Linked DNA regions of Zea mays: region 1 is linked to region 2. The links are chromatin contacts, called in public Hi-C maps. All regions are on one chromosome and are shown on one strand. The core of a region is the stretch at or near the end of the contact, and the rest is flanking DNA. Distances in the headings are between cores, read along the strand shown.

Region 1 (6,852 bases), core at 3,527-6,026, 190 kb after region 2:
TACTTATAATATGTTGTTGGTAGCCCTGCGGGGTGCTGGGGGCTCAGATTTATCATCTAAAGCAAAGAATTACTGAAGCATGTATCTGTAGCCTTTTGGTTCTTATAATTGCTTAGGGCTGCTACCTTTTTTGGTTACAGATATACTGCTCTATTTAATTTTTTTCTTTGAACTTCAAGAGAGTGTGTTTAGAGTTATTGCGGATAACTATGTCACGGATGATGGTCGAACGAGTGTTGTCCATTGTGCTCCTGCTTTTGGCGAAGACGATCATTGTGTTTGCGTTGCTGTTGAGATATTTGAGGTTGGAATTCTTTTCTTTAATTCATGTACATTTTCACTAACTGATGTGCGGCTAATGCTAAGGTATTAAGAGGTTAAGAGAAATGGGAAGATCAGTAAACCAGTAATCTACTAATCTCCTTTTCATAAACTTGGGAAATAAAGCTATGTATTTAACTAAAATGATACTATTAAACCATAGGTCATAGGTCTAATCCAAGTGTCACTACAGTTTTTACATAAGTTAGTTCACTGGAGAACAGACTTATCCGCCTTCAGTAATGCATTTGTTGTGTTCTTCCCACTACTACTGGTACTGAGCTTTTTGCTCACTTGACAACGGCTGATGGAGTGGGCGTTGGCCGCAGGTGGCAAGCAATCGTTGCCTACATCAACGTCGGATGCTACTACTTCATTGGCATACCCCTCGGCATTGCTCTGGTAGTACGAGCGACCGTGCTAACTGGTAGATGGGTGATTCAGCCCTAGCCAAATTCTTTGTGTGTGTATCAGCTGCTGAGGAGAGGAGGTGATTCCAAGAATGAGTGCACTACTGCTATTGGCTTCAAGTGGATGCTTAATCAGGCGATGACTAAAACATGCAGTATAAACAATTTAATTGGATATCATTTTTCTTTTTATTTTTTCACTCAGTTCCAGTTCATTCACAACTAGGTGCAATGCACGAGCACTGACCTATCTTATATAATACACTACTAGGTGAGTGTCCGTACATCACAGACCCGAATTTCTCTTCGATGTCATCCCGGACAGCTCGCGAATGTCATCCTTTATCTCATAACTGCATAACACATTTGTATATATAAGTTATCGAGATATTATAGGACTCTGTTGCAACGCACGGGCACTGACCTAGTAGTTCATTAAGGTAGAAATGACCTTTTTTTTTTTGCTAATTTTGCCGAAAAAGGCCCATCGATTGAACGTTATGGCTAAAGCTCACAATGGAATTTTGGGCTCAAAAGCAGCTACTTCGCAGCTTATCCGAGCCCAGTCAGTCGGCCCACGCATGAGCTACTATAAATGGCCAAACCCTAGCGGAGCCACAAAACACTCTCCTCCTTCCTCCACCGCCGCCAACGTCGCCTGGCGGCCGTCTGCAGCTCCGCGCCTCTGCTCGGAAGGTGTTGCAACCGTCGAAACCTTCTTTCCCTTTGTTTCTGCCTTAGACTAGCTGTTGCGCTCGCCTTATCTCGTACGGTTATCGCTAGAACCGTCCCTAATTCCATTTTCGTGATCTGGTTTCGGTCATTTGATGGTTTTATTTGTTGCACCTGTAGTTGTTTAGGTCTAGTCACTGTTGGCCAGCTAGATAAACATCGGCACATGTACCGTGTCGATATAGCTGTTGCAATGGTTGCCTTACTTTTCGTTGTGCTATATGGATCAGGGAACCCGCTTTGCAGCAGAGATTTGTTCTGTGTTTCTGCTGCCAGTAGTCACCAGACAGCTAAATCTAATTTTGAATTATATTGGTCATTTAGATGTTTGTGTCACCCTTTCGAATTGAATGCCCATTCACTTGGTTGCTATGTGTTTTGGCGTTGCATAGTTGCCAATTTCATTAATGTGCGAGATGCACGAGGATTGAACTGTTGCAGCAGGAATTTACTCTTGGTTGTGTTTCTGCTGCCTGTAAAATCCTGGTATTTGTGTGGCTGTAAACTAACCTGGTTTCTGCTGCCTGTCTAATCCTGTTATTCGTGTGGCTGCAAACTTAACTTGTTGCTTAATACATTGTTACTGACCTCTCAGGTTTTGTACTTAGTTGCATCATCAACCATACAAATCATCAATTCTGATTTTCTTTCTTTGTTTGATGTAAAATATGTAGTTGGTGAAGGTTTCTTGAAGCTGAGAAGATGGTGCTGAAGTAAGTTTCTGCATCTTTTATTGCAATTGAAATATTATTAGATCTGGTTAGTCAATGCCTTTCCTTTTCTGCATGATTAGGATATTTTATGTGACTGATTAATGACTATTCTAAGAAATGTTATTAGCAAGAGTTACTGATCTCAAAATTGTTCTAAGTATGATCATATCCTTGCAGGACAGAACTCTGCCGCTTCAGCGGCCAGAAGATTTATCCTGGGAAAGGCATCCGATTTATCCGTGCTGATTCTCAGGTTACTAGCTATCATATTTTTGTAAGAGATGTCTAAGATTATAAAATCTTCTTATGGAAAGAAACTACATATGTTTTATAGGTTTTCCTTTTTGCCAACTCAAAATGCAAGCGCTACTTCCACAACCGCCTGAAGCCTGCAAAGCTTACCTGGACAGCAATGTACAGGAAGCAGCACAAGAAGGTATGTGATATTTCCCAGTCAACTTTAAGAATGTCATCCATTCACTTCTCTTGTGATTCCATGCTTTTTTGGTTATATATTAGCTACAGCTTTTCTTGTATGAGCTAAATATTTCAACCATCTGGGTAGAGATGAGATGATATACTCAAAGTTTGATAGTTGTTGAATTTAATGTTTTCTTGAATGAAATGATTTTAATGATTTTTCAAGTCATATTAAGCTAAGACCAGGATTACAGTAAACCTTCGCTTTGTATAATTTATCACCATTCTGGATTGTGATTAATATGTTAACTTCTGTATTTATATGCAGATGCAGATGTATAACATTAACTAGCTTACCTAGCAGTGTTAATGTACATTTGATGTTAGCCAATATAGTTAGCTGTCTTCTGAATCATGTGATTTTTGCATGCTTTGTTATATAATCCTTCATCATTGCCTCTGTATCCATCTATCTGATGCATGACATCTGAATAAATCTTTGCAACAACAATTACTCTCGCCACACTTATTATGGCGCTAAAAGTCTAGAACCTTTTACATGTATTAGCCATTTCTGTCTGTAGGATATCCATGCTGAGGCTGTCAAGAAGAGGCGCCGCGCCACCAAGAAGCCATACTCGAGGTCCATTGTGGGTGCTTCCCTAGAGGTGATCCAGAAGAAGAGGGCTGAGAAGCCCGAGGTCCGCGATGCTGCTAGAGAAGCTGCTCTTCGGTATGCTTGTCGATTTTATAATAAAATAAAGCCATCATTTGTGCCTATGACAGTGGTAACTGTCTGTTGGCCTAACCAACAAAATCTCTGAGTGACATTTAACAGAAACACAATAGATACAGATGCTTGATATCAGGCTCATTTGAACACCCACTGACACCTTTGCAGTGAGATCAAGGAGCGCATCAAGAAGACCAAGGATGAGAAGAAGGCGAAAAAGGCTGAGGTGACCAAGTCCCAGAAGGCACAGACGAAGGGAGCGGTCCAGAAGGGTTCCAAGGGCCCCAAGTTGGGTGGTGGCGGTGGCAAGCGCTGAAAGAACCTAAGTGTCGTTCCTTGACCTTGCAATTGCTCCTCCATAGCCCACCTTGTTGCACCAACGCCACTTTTGTAGTACCTCGGTTAATTTTGCATTTTCTTTCAGAGTTGTTTGTGGGTTTTGAGTTCCATCTCAAGAGAGTTGAGTTTATTTATCTTTATATTGGGTGAAATGTTCATATGCTTTCCTCAGCTTGGATGATGGTTTGCTTTGTTTCTCAGCTGTGTTTGGTTAGACAAGGCTGATATGCCCGCGCCATCCTGGCTCGGTGCTGGTGCCTCAGTGAAACCGAATGATCTGCTATAGGATGTTTGGTTGGGGGCTCTGGACCTGGCTCGTCTCCATGCCGGCAGAAACGGTCTATTCTGCCGTGGGGTATGCTCGTCTCCATGCCCGGTATAGACACTGCTGCATCTAGATCGAAGATGGTCCCTCCGCTTAGGCTATGATGCATTGAGTTTGAAACGAGAGATAAGAGTAATAAGCTGTTTGGAATGTCAGGTTTTAGAACGAAAACCATTGAAATAAAGGTCCGGAGCATTCCACATCTGCTATTGGAAAAACTGCCGTTTGGATAGCTGGTAACATAAAGTGAGGACTCAGCGACTGCACAAGAGCTTAGCGACTATTTTAGAGATTTATAAAAAATCAGATGAAATTTTTTTCCTCCAGCAGCTCTACAGTACTCTATAGATCTTCGATATCAAAACGATGGATTTGTTCCCGAATTTACTAAATTGATAGAGCGCCCCTTTATCAAATCCAAATTCAGTAGCGTTGGTAGAAATTCAGTAGCGGTGTTGAGCAATTTCTCCCAAGGCTACTGAATTTCTCAATCCAGCGTCATGTGGGCCACCGAACATAGAGTTAAATATGTAGTAGGAAAGTGCTGCAGCGGTGTAATTCCCCAAGCACTGTAAATTAAAGGAGGCCACCAACAACGCCATTCCAAGAGTGCGTACTGCAAACGAGAGAGGGCCAACTGTAGACAAATGCGACACTAGGAGTTAGTTGAGTAGGAAATAAAAAAGAATCGAAAAGAAGTGATATAACATATGATAGTTGGTATAAAGTTAATATAGAGAGTAAACATGACTATAGATGATTGTGATATAGAATAGAGAATTTTAATGACAAGGCCAAAATAATTTTGTCAGGATAGAAATTTAGGTAGTGTTTGGATGTAGGGACGAGAAAGAATGAAAATAGATGAGATGTGATCATTTTAACTTGACATGTGTTTGGTTTGAAGGTCCAAAGTTAGATTCAAGCAATATTTTTAAAAAATAGTGGATGGAGCCAGCACTCAAAAAATAATGGACAATGTCAATTCAAGGTTGATCTTATCTCATCCCTGGTTCACACCGAACCAAACATGTCAGAGTAATATAAGTGCGGATAGCCAGTCTTTCTCTAGTCTCTACTACGACTACGCCAGGTGTCTAGGTCGCTGCCGCCCTACGCCTACGGCAGGTGCCAGGTGCCCAGCTCTTGTTCGGCCCGTACGCCGGCGAGGAGCACCACCAGGTACGCCCAGCCCATTGGTCTTTCCTTTTCTGCTGTTCGAAACCGAGTACTCAAACCCTAACTTACCATTGATCTAATTACAAGTGCATATATGCATGTATTATGGCTAATAACTTCGATCGTTTTGCAAAAAAAAGTATCGTCTCCTTTCCTGGTCCGGTGAGTACCCAAGTGACTCGACACCTTGAATCTGCGTTTCACTTGTTTCCAAAAGAATGATTCGGAAATGGGACTAGTGTGCATCCGGAATCGAAAATGGGATGGGACCAAGTCTCTTGTAGAAATACGGTTTATGAATAAGTCTCCAAATCACTCGTTGTACATAGATTCTGCTGTCATCCTTCAAACTGAACTGATATTTTTAGCGCTAGACAGCGCGGATTCACCATTTGATGAGTGGGAGATACGTGTAAGATTCCCCACATTCTGAGCAGTTAAGCAACTTTTTTAATCCGGTAAATGATGTGATGTCCAAATCACCAAAATCTACACCGTACAAAGAAGTAGGAAGTTGATTGGTCTAAGAAGAAAATGAAATTGCTCCCTAATGTTGCTGGATCCAGTTGCAAACTTCCTACAGTAATGTTTCATTTGATGTCCAGCTGACAGTGTTATATTTGTCAGTTACTATTGTTTAGTCAGTAGGTAATGCCGCCCGCTTTTCCATGTGTTCACCCATAGGATTTTGTCCCATTTCTCCAGTTCCAATGGAACATAGCTCTGCAGAAGATTCAGACATTAGCGATTCAGATATTGCTGAGCACAAGGAGGAGATTTGTGCCCAACTCCGAGCAGGGAAATTGAACGTGAAGCGTGGTGAGGCCTTCCGCTGCCCTTTCTGCCCTGGCAAGAAGAGGCAGGACTACAACCTAAAGGATCTACTGCAGCATGCCACAGGAATAGGGGCTGCTTCTAAGCGCAGCGCCAAGGTGAAGGCATCACACCTGGGGCTTGCTATGTTCTTGGAGAAGGATATAGCCAGCACGTTGGAGCAACCATTGCAAATTGTTCCCTACAAGCCAAAAACTCCAAAGGATGAAGAGATCTTTGTGTGGCCATGGATGGGCATTGTGGTTAATTTGCAGTGTGAGTTCAAAGGCAAAGAATGTTCCAGGGAAAGTGAAGAAAGGCTAACAGCACAGTTCTCGCGGTTCAGACCCCTCCAAGCCACAACCCTTAGGGATGGAAAGAACCAACAGTTTTGCGCTATCGTCAAGTTTGCTAAGGATTGGAGTGGATTTAAGGATGCAATGGCTTTTGAAAATCATTTTGTACTCGAGCAGTACAGTAAGCCTGATTGGAAAAAAAGAAATTGCAGAAAGGACGACCTTTATGGATGGCTTGCAAAAACAGATGATTACAACTCACCTGAGCCAATTGGGGAGTATCTAAGGAAAAATGGAAATCTTAGAAGTGTTGGTGACCTGGAACGAGAGGGTCTGAAAGAAACTGGCGAGCGTGTAGCTCATTATGCTCGCCAAATTGACGCAACAAATAAACATATGAGTGAACTGGAGCTGAAGAACAATCAGAATGCAATGAAACTTGATAGGATGTTGGAGGAGAATGATCGATTGGTTGAAGAGCACAATGAAAGTATGTACAGATATTTTGGTCTTGCACTCGTTTTTACATCATATATAGAATACTAATTACTGAATTGTATTACATGTTTTC
Region 2 (6,777 bases), core at 3,021-5,520:
CAACTTTTTTGCAAAAAAAAAGAGAGGATGTATTAGGGATCGATAGAGGATATACTCCTATTAAAGTACCTTGGAATGGAATTCATAATTTAAGCTTAGATCAATTAAGCTAATATGGTTTTATATGGAATATATTTGTATAATGTTTTTGGTTATACGAGGAAATATATTTATGTGCTACATTTTTTACTATAGGGAAGCGAAACGAAGAGCGTGTTATAAGTTGTAGAGTTTATAAACTAGTGATATATAAAATTAATTTTTATCTCTCATCCTACAAACTTGAGATATGTTTATATCTAAACTTTTAAAAAGTAATGGAATGTTAAATTAGAAACTAAATAAAAATAAATTTCAATTCTTTTAAATTGAAGGGATTCAAACGCGGTACGGGGAAATCAATAGTAGCATACAACGCGATGGGATATAACCAATCTCACTTCATTCATGTACTCTCACTAGAATAATAATCGTTTAATCATACAAAAACAGATAGCTACACTTAATGCAGAGTGACGAAACAATATAACAGAAGCATAGCTCATACACACTAAGCATATATATTTGTTGTCAGAAATTGATACAACAGCCACTAAACAGACCAATAATCTCTCGTTCACATCACAAGTCACCTGATTAATTTGGCATAAAATTCCCGTAAGGTTTGGCCTTGACCCACAACGCGGACTTCCTCCTCAGCGTTATCCCAAAGGCCTCTGCCATATCGAGCTCCTCCAACCTAGCGCCACCGGGCAGATCCCAGTCAAAATGGTAGAGAAGGCTCGCGAGCGCCAGCTCCAGGTTGGCCAGCCCGAGCGTGATGCCGGGGCAGATCCTCCTGCCTGCCCCGAACGGTATGAACTCCATGTCGTTGCCCCTGAAATCGACGCCGCTGCCCTGGAACCTCTCCGGCCTGAACTCCTCGCCGTCGCGCCACAGCCTCCCGTCCCTGGCGATCGCCCAGGCGTTCACGAACACCTTGGTCCCCTTGGGCACGTCGTAGCCCAGCACCCGGCACGGCTCGCGGCATTCCCGGGGCAGCAGGAGTGGCACCGGAGCGTGCAGCCGTAGAGCCTCCTTGACCACCAGCCGTAGGTATTCCAGCTTGCCCAGATCGCCTTCGGTTACCTTGTCTTGTCCCTTGAAGGCCTCCCTCACCTCGGACTGGGCCTTGCGCATCACCCGCGGATGCTTCACTAGCTCCGACATCGTCCAGATTAGAACGGTTGACGACGTCTCACTCCCAGCTGAGAAAATATCCTGCAGTACAGTATAGGCTTAGAAATTACAAATCGGAAAACAAAAAAAAACTAAAAGATTTAAACAGCAATTTAGTAGGCTGTATTCAACATCGATAAACTATTGAACCTATTCTATTTTCTACAAAATATACATGTATATCATTTCAAAAAACATATAAGTGACCCCCTAAATGCGTGTATAATATAAACTACCCACCTATGCACTCCTAGATTACCTCAAACTTTATCGTTGACATAATTTTGAGTGTTCTGGTGCAAGCTTAGACTATAACTTAGTAAATACTTCAAATAATAAGTCATTTTTTGTTTTTATTGGTATAATATTTTCGCTATGCACATAGATATTGACTATATCTAGATACATAAAAATCATGTACTTAGGAAAAAACAGAAGGACTTGTAACATGAAAAGAAGGAAGTAAGAATGTATTTTATGACCTAATTTTTTTTTATAAAATACAAGAGCTCTATCTAAAAGATAAGCACGTGATAGACTTAACCTCATAGAGGACGAAAAATTTATAGCAACGAACTAACAAAATTAAAACTTATAAAAGTCAAGATCTAGATCTAAGATGTCTCATCAAACGCTTTGCAATAAGATAGACCATGACTTAAGCTATATATAGTTGCCGGCGCCTAGGAGGCCATACCCCGAATGCTGCTAAAATGCGCTCAAGGGTCACACCTTAAGAGACTGGATTTAAGGCGCACCGTGGCAGGACCACTCCTCTCAAAGCCCCAAGTTCTAGGAATCATCCTTGCTCATCGACCAAGGACATGTCTCAAGTCTAGTGGGTTGTCTTTACTATTGTTTCTAAATTTAGAATATTTACGATAGTCTTTACTATGGTTTCTAAATTTAGAATATTTACGATATCTATTTTTTGTTGAATATAAATGATTGTGAGCTCTAGTGGTTAGAACCCGAGCGTGGAGGGGGTCGATGGTTTGAACCCCAACACCACATTTATTTTTGCATTTTTATTTTCCTTTTTGCGCTCACTGGAAAGACAACGCACAAAGGAAGAAACTCTCACTTAGGGTATGTTTGATTCATTGTGTCGGTTGTAACCGTTTTCCATGCCTAAGGTTAGAAAAGTGACTAGATATGGCAACGGGGCTCGATCCTCGATTCCCTACAGGGAATTCTTTCACTAGGGAATGTGGATGGCGAAGTTTCTTCCCCCACAGGGTTGTAATCGGGGGAAAATTCTCCCCCGATGGGTAAATGGGACAGGGAAGTATTCTCCAACCCTGTTCCCCATGAGGATCCGTTAAACTTGCACATGACGAGGTTTTTGTGTAATAGTTAATGATATCAGATTTTTACGCAGTGTACCGAATTGCATAAATATCTACACAGTGTAGAATATTAGTATAAGTATATATCATAAACTGGTCCTGACGAGTCTAGTTGCATAGCTGTTGCAACGATCCTATATTTATGGAGAAAATAAAACATTTAAAAATAGAAATTATCATACATTTTTTCCTAAATTTACGCGCATGCAGGGAAACATGTTTTACTCATGCATGCTTTCCTAAATTTTATGTACACAGACATATAGTGGGGGCGCACCCGATAGCCTGACTTGGGGTGTGGGTGGACACGTCGGCTTGATCCAGTCAGGTCGCAGGAGTGATCGATCAGGGCTTTCTCTAACTATTGGTAGCTCAATGCTTCTAATATACCAACTATATATGTATATATATCTTCGTGATCGTACAGTATAAACGTAATTAAAGTATCCATATTGCGATGTTGGACCGGGAGTTTGACTAACGCGCAAGGGAGAGGTTTGACCTGTTGCACGCGCCAGTATGGTCCAACCAGATCACAAGGGTGGTCGGTCAGAACTTTCAGTACAATTTAGAAGTCGGGAGCTTCATATATATATATATATATTCACGATCGTACCGTATAAACATAAATAAAGTATCCATATTGCGGTCGGAAATAAATCAAAATATTTTATAGGAAAAGGATAGTTATTTTTATTTTTTCATTGTTGTATATAGGTGTTAAACATGAGTTACTAATGTTTACTGTTTTAATTTTTTTTGTTTGCATGTGTGATGCTAATTAAATTAGAACAGGTTAGTTTAAAGAAGGAAACATAATATGCCTTGAGTTTTTGAATAAGTGTCGTGTGTTTAACGTAATTAAAGTAAGCCAATCTTACGAAAATGACGGCGCTGACTATCTCGTTGGTGAGAGCAAACTGCAGGCCACCTTCTTTCTGCAGCCTCAAGAGGACAGCGAGAAGGTCCTCCTCGTCACGCTCCGGCGTCGGCATGGCTTCACGCTCCTCGATGATGCTCTGGATGATGCGGTACATGTTCCTCTGGCACCTCCTGGCGTCCCTCGCGGCGGCGCTGAACCGGCGCACCAGCCGCGAGGACGGGTACAGGTCCGCCAGGTTGAACCCGCCGGCCAGCCGCACCACTTCGTCCAGCTCGCGCATGTACTCGTCCCGGTACTTACACCGGTTGCCGACGACCGTGCGCGCGGCGATGTCGTTGATCATGCGGCAGATCCCCTCGCTGAGGTTGACGGGCCGGCCGTCGGCGGACTCCCCGGAGACGGAGCGCAGGAGGTGCGCCACCTCCTGCTCCCGGATGCCCCGGAACGTGAGCACGCGGCGCTGGCTGAAGAGCTCGAGCATGCACAGCTTGCGGAGCTCGCGCCAGTGGGCGTTGTAGGGGGAGAAGATGAGGTCCTTGCCCCCACAGCTGATGGTGTCGAAGGTGACGGTCAGGCTGCGGTCGCAGAAGGCGAGGTCGTGCGTCCTCATCACCTCCCTGGCGGCCTCGGCGGAGGAGACCACCAGCGTGGGCACGGCGCCGAAGCGGAGCATCATGAGCGGCCCGTAGGTTCCGGACATCTCGCGCAGCGCCCGGTGGGGCAGGTCGCTGAAGCGCGACAGCAGGAGGTGGTGCAGGCTGCCGATGAGCGGCAGCTGCCATGGCCCTGATGGCAGGCGAAGCGCTGCCGCTGATGATGGCTTCGTGTAGCCCCTGATGAGCCTGCTGCAGAGGAGGAGGAGAATAACGAAGGCTACCACAATCAACGGGATCTTGATGTCCATTTTCTTTTCTTTTTTTGTTGCTAGGGATGGGACAAGTTTGCAGCGTGTCGTCGACGAAGCGGGAGACGACACACATATATACACACCGGCGCCATCGGATGCAAAATAAGAACAATAATGTCCTTGTACTTATTGTACTATTGATGAGTACTATTCTACTACACCACCGGTAAGATACTAAAATCCTTTGACCTAGTGTCTCAAGGAGGGTATTTATTTTTGCGCATGCCTCGCGCGAGCCTCCAAGATAACAATTCAGTATTTGTTTGTATGTATACGGATGACGAGACCGCTATACTATTATATATCACGTACTAACGTTACGAATCTAGCGAGAAGAGAGAAGGGAAGGGATTGATGGTATCGAGATCGTAGGAAAGAGTAAGAGTTGAGAGATAATTCAAATAATATTATTTATTAAATTTAAGTAAGAAAGGAAGATGAGATTATACAACGATCTAAACCATTAATTATTATTGTGTTACAGCTGGGTACAATTTATTTGGTAAATTTATTGGAAGTTATGAGTGCGAAGTAATTTGGTTGAGTGAGTTTTTATAAAGTTTGAACTAGGGTAAGATATAGATATAGCCCAATGAAATAGACAAAGCCGTGGTAAAGTTTGAATCAGTATCCTATTTTTAAAAATAGGACTCTAATTATAAAAAATAGCTCTAACCGTGCTCTATTTTATAGGTTTTTGTCAGAAAAATATAGGAATAAGTTTACATAACCCATGATATTTAGTGTGGTCTACTTTACCCCATCTTCAAAATCAATTGTTTAATCCTCTCAGCTTTGCAAAACCAGATAAATAACCATTGTACAGTTTTAGTTGTTGGTTTTAATGACATGACATTCACTTAAGTGACAACAGTTTTGTCTTTTTTAATTCTTTCATCTAATAATATTCAAAATTTAAATAATTTTACACAAAAACAAGTAATTAGATATTATATATGCCCTATTTTTTCTAAAATTTTATAAGTAACAACTTAATTGATAAAAAGAAAAAATTATATAAAAAGAACTTAATATTTTTTTTCTTCGATTCATTTTTTATCTTCTGAGACTAAAATTTTTACTAAAGCTAAATAACACTATTAAAACAACTGGAATTTTTGTTGATTTTATTAATCAAGTTAAGTAGTCTTTCTTATAATACTAACTAAATTAATTTTCCATTTGTCTTTTTAGAAACACTTAGCAAACAGTAATAAAATGATATCCAATTTTTACAAAGACCTTTTCTTAACTAAACTAATATATACAAATATTTCTAGAATTTTCAGAGAATATTAAATTTAAACCTATATAAAGTTCTCGAAAAAATATAGAAATATTTTATATGTTATTTTAGGTGAGAGAAAGTTTATGTAACAATTGGATATTATTTTATTATTGTTTGTTAAGTGTTTATAAAAAATAAATGTAAAATTGATTTAGTTAGTAGTTAGAAGAAAGAATACTTAACTTGTTTAATAAAATCAACAAACAATTAGCAGTTTAGTTATAGTACTATTTATCTTTAGTAAAAAAATAGCCTCACAAGATAAGAAATAAATCAGAGAAAAAATATTAAGTTTCTTATTTAGTTTTTAATTTTTAGTAATTAATCTGTTACTCCTAAAATTTCAGAAAAACATGGGCAGACATAATATCTAATTACTGTTTTTAAAATTATATCAGTTTTGGATACTATTAAATGATATAATTGAAAAAGGCAAAACTATTGTCACTTAAATCAGTGGCAAGTTATCAAAACCACCAACTAAAAATGTCTAGTGGCAATTTGTCTTGTTTGTAAAGCTGACAGGGTTAAACAATCAGTTTTGAATATTATGATGTAAAGTAGACCACACACTAAAGATAAGAGGTTTATGTAAATTTATTCCAAAAAAATATAGGGCACACCATAAAGTGACTCAAATATACTATACCTCATGTTAGTGTCATATCATTCTTTTTTCATCATTCTCGATATTTTTTCCGAACAGTATAGTTTACTTCCCAAAATACATGATTTAGGGCATAACTGTTGACAGTTTGTTTTAGTGCCCTAAATATGTTAAGTGTTGTAGAATTTTAATTTTTGGGACACTATTTTAAAATATTTTGTTGGAGATGCTCTAATTTTTTTTCATGTGTAACACCAAAAGCATATTAAGGCCTTGTTCGTTTTTTCGAGGAATCTATCTAGATATTATTCTAGCTGATCAAATCTCATATAAATTAGATAAATAATCCGGTTATAAATGGTACTAGTCAATGGTTCTCTAAGAACCGAACGGTCTTAAAGTGGTTTTCTTAATAGATTTTTTTAACCGTGCCATTTTTTGACATTGAACATATCTTTTGCCATAACATTTTTGTACATCAATTTTTTTGTACCATTTGCACGTGCAGTATAGAACTCCACGTAC

Evidence for each region. Hi-C and Micro-C count contacts between places; a contact is called where the count stands out from the background.
Region 1: a contact with region 2 is called in a Hi-C map of ear, with 5 times the contacts expected there. The contact joins the promoter of LOC103643660 here to the promoter of LOC100382177 in region 2. A contact is called at or near these places in 2 of 25 Hi-C or Micro-C datasets (ear and tassel).

Annotation. Positions count from the first base shown.
Region 1 is chr1:254,171,205-254,178,056 of Zm-B73-REFERENCE-NAM-5.0, forward strand. It overlaps LOC103643660 (factor of DNA methylation 1), which reads left to right and starts at 4,777. Exons shown (of 7, transcript XM_020546804.3): 1 at 4,777-5,175; 2 at 5,878-6,771. The coding sequence starts at 4,965. LOC100193634 (60S ribosomal protein L24-2) reads left to right here and starts at 1,351. Exons shown (of 6, transcript NM_001138733.2): 1 at 1,351-1,427; 2 at 2,138-2,176; 3 at 2,354-2,429; 4 at 2,511-2,612; 5 at 3,181-3,329; 6 at 3,498-3,867. The coding sequence starts at 2,166. The coding sequence ends at 3,645.
Region 2 is chr1:253,985,230-253,992,006 of Zm-B73-REFERENCE-NAM-5.0, forward strand. It overlaps LOC100382177, which reads right to left and starts at 4,271. Exons shown (of 2, transcript NM_001174937.1): 1 at 3,449-4,271; 2 at 547-1,260. The coding sequence starts at 4,150. The coding sequence ends at 637.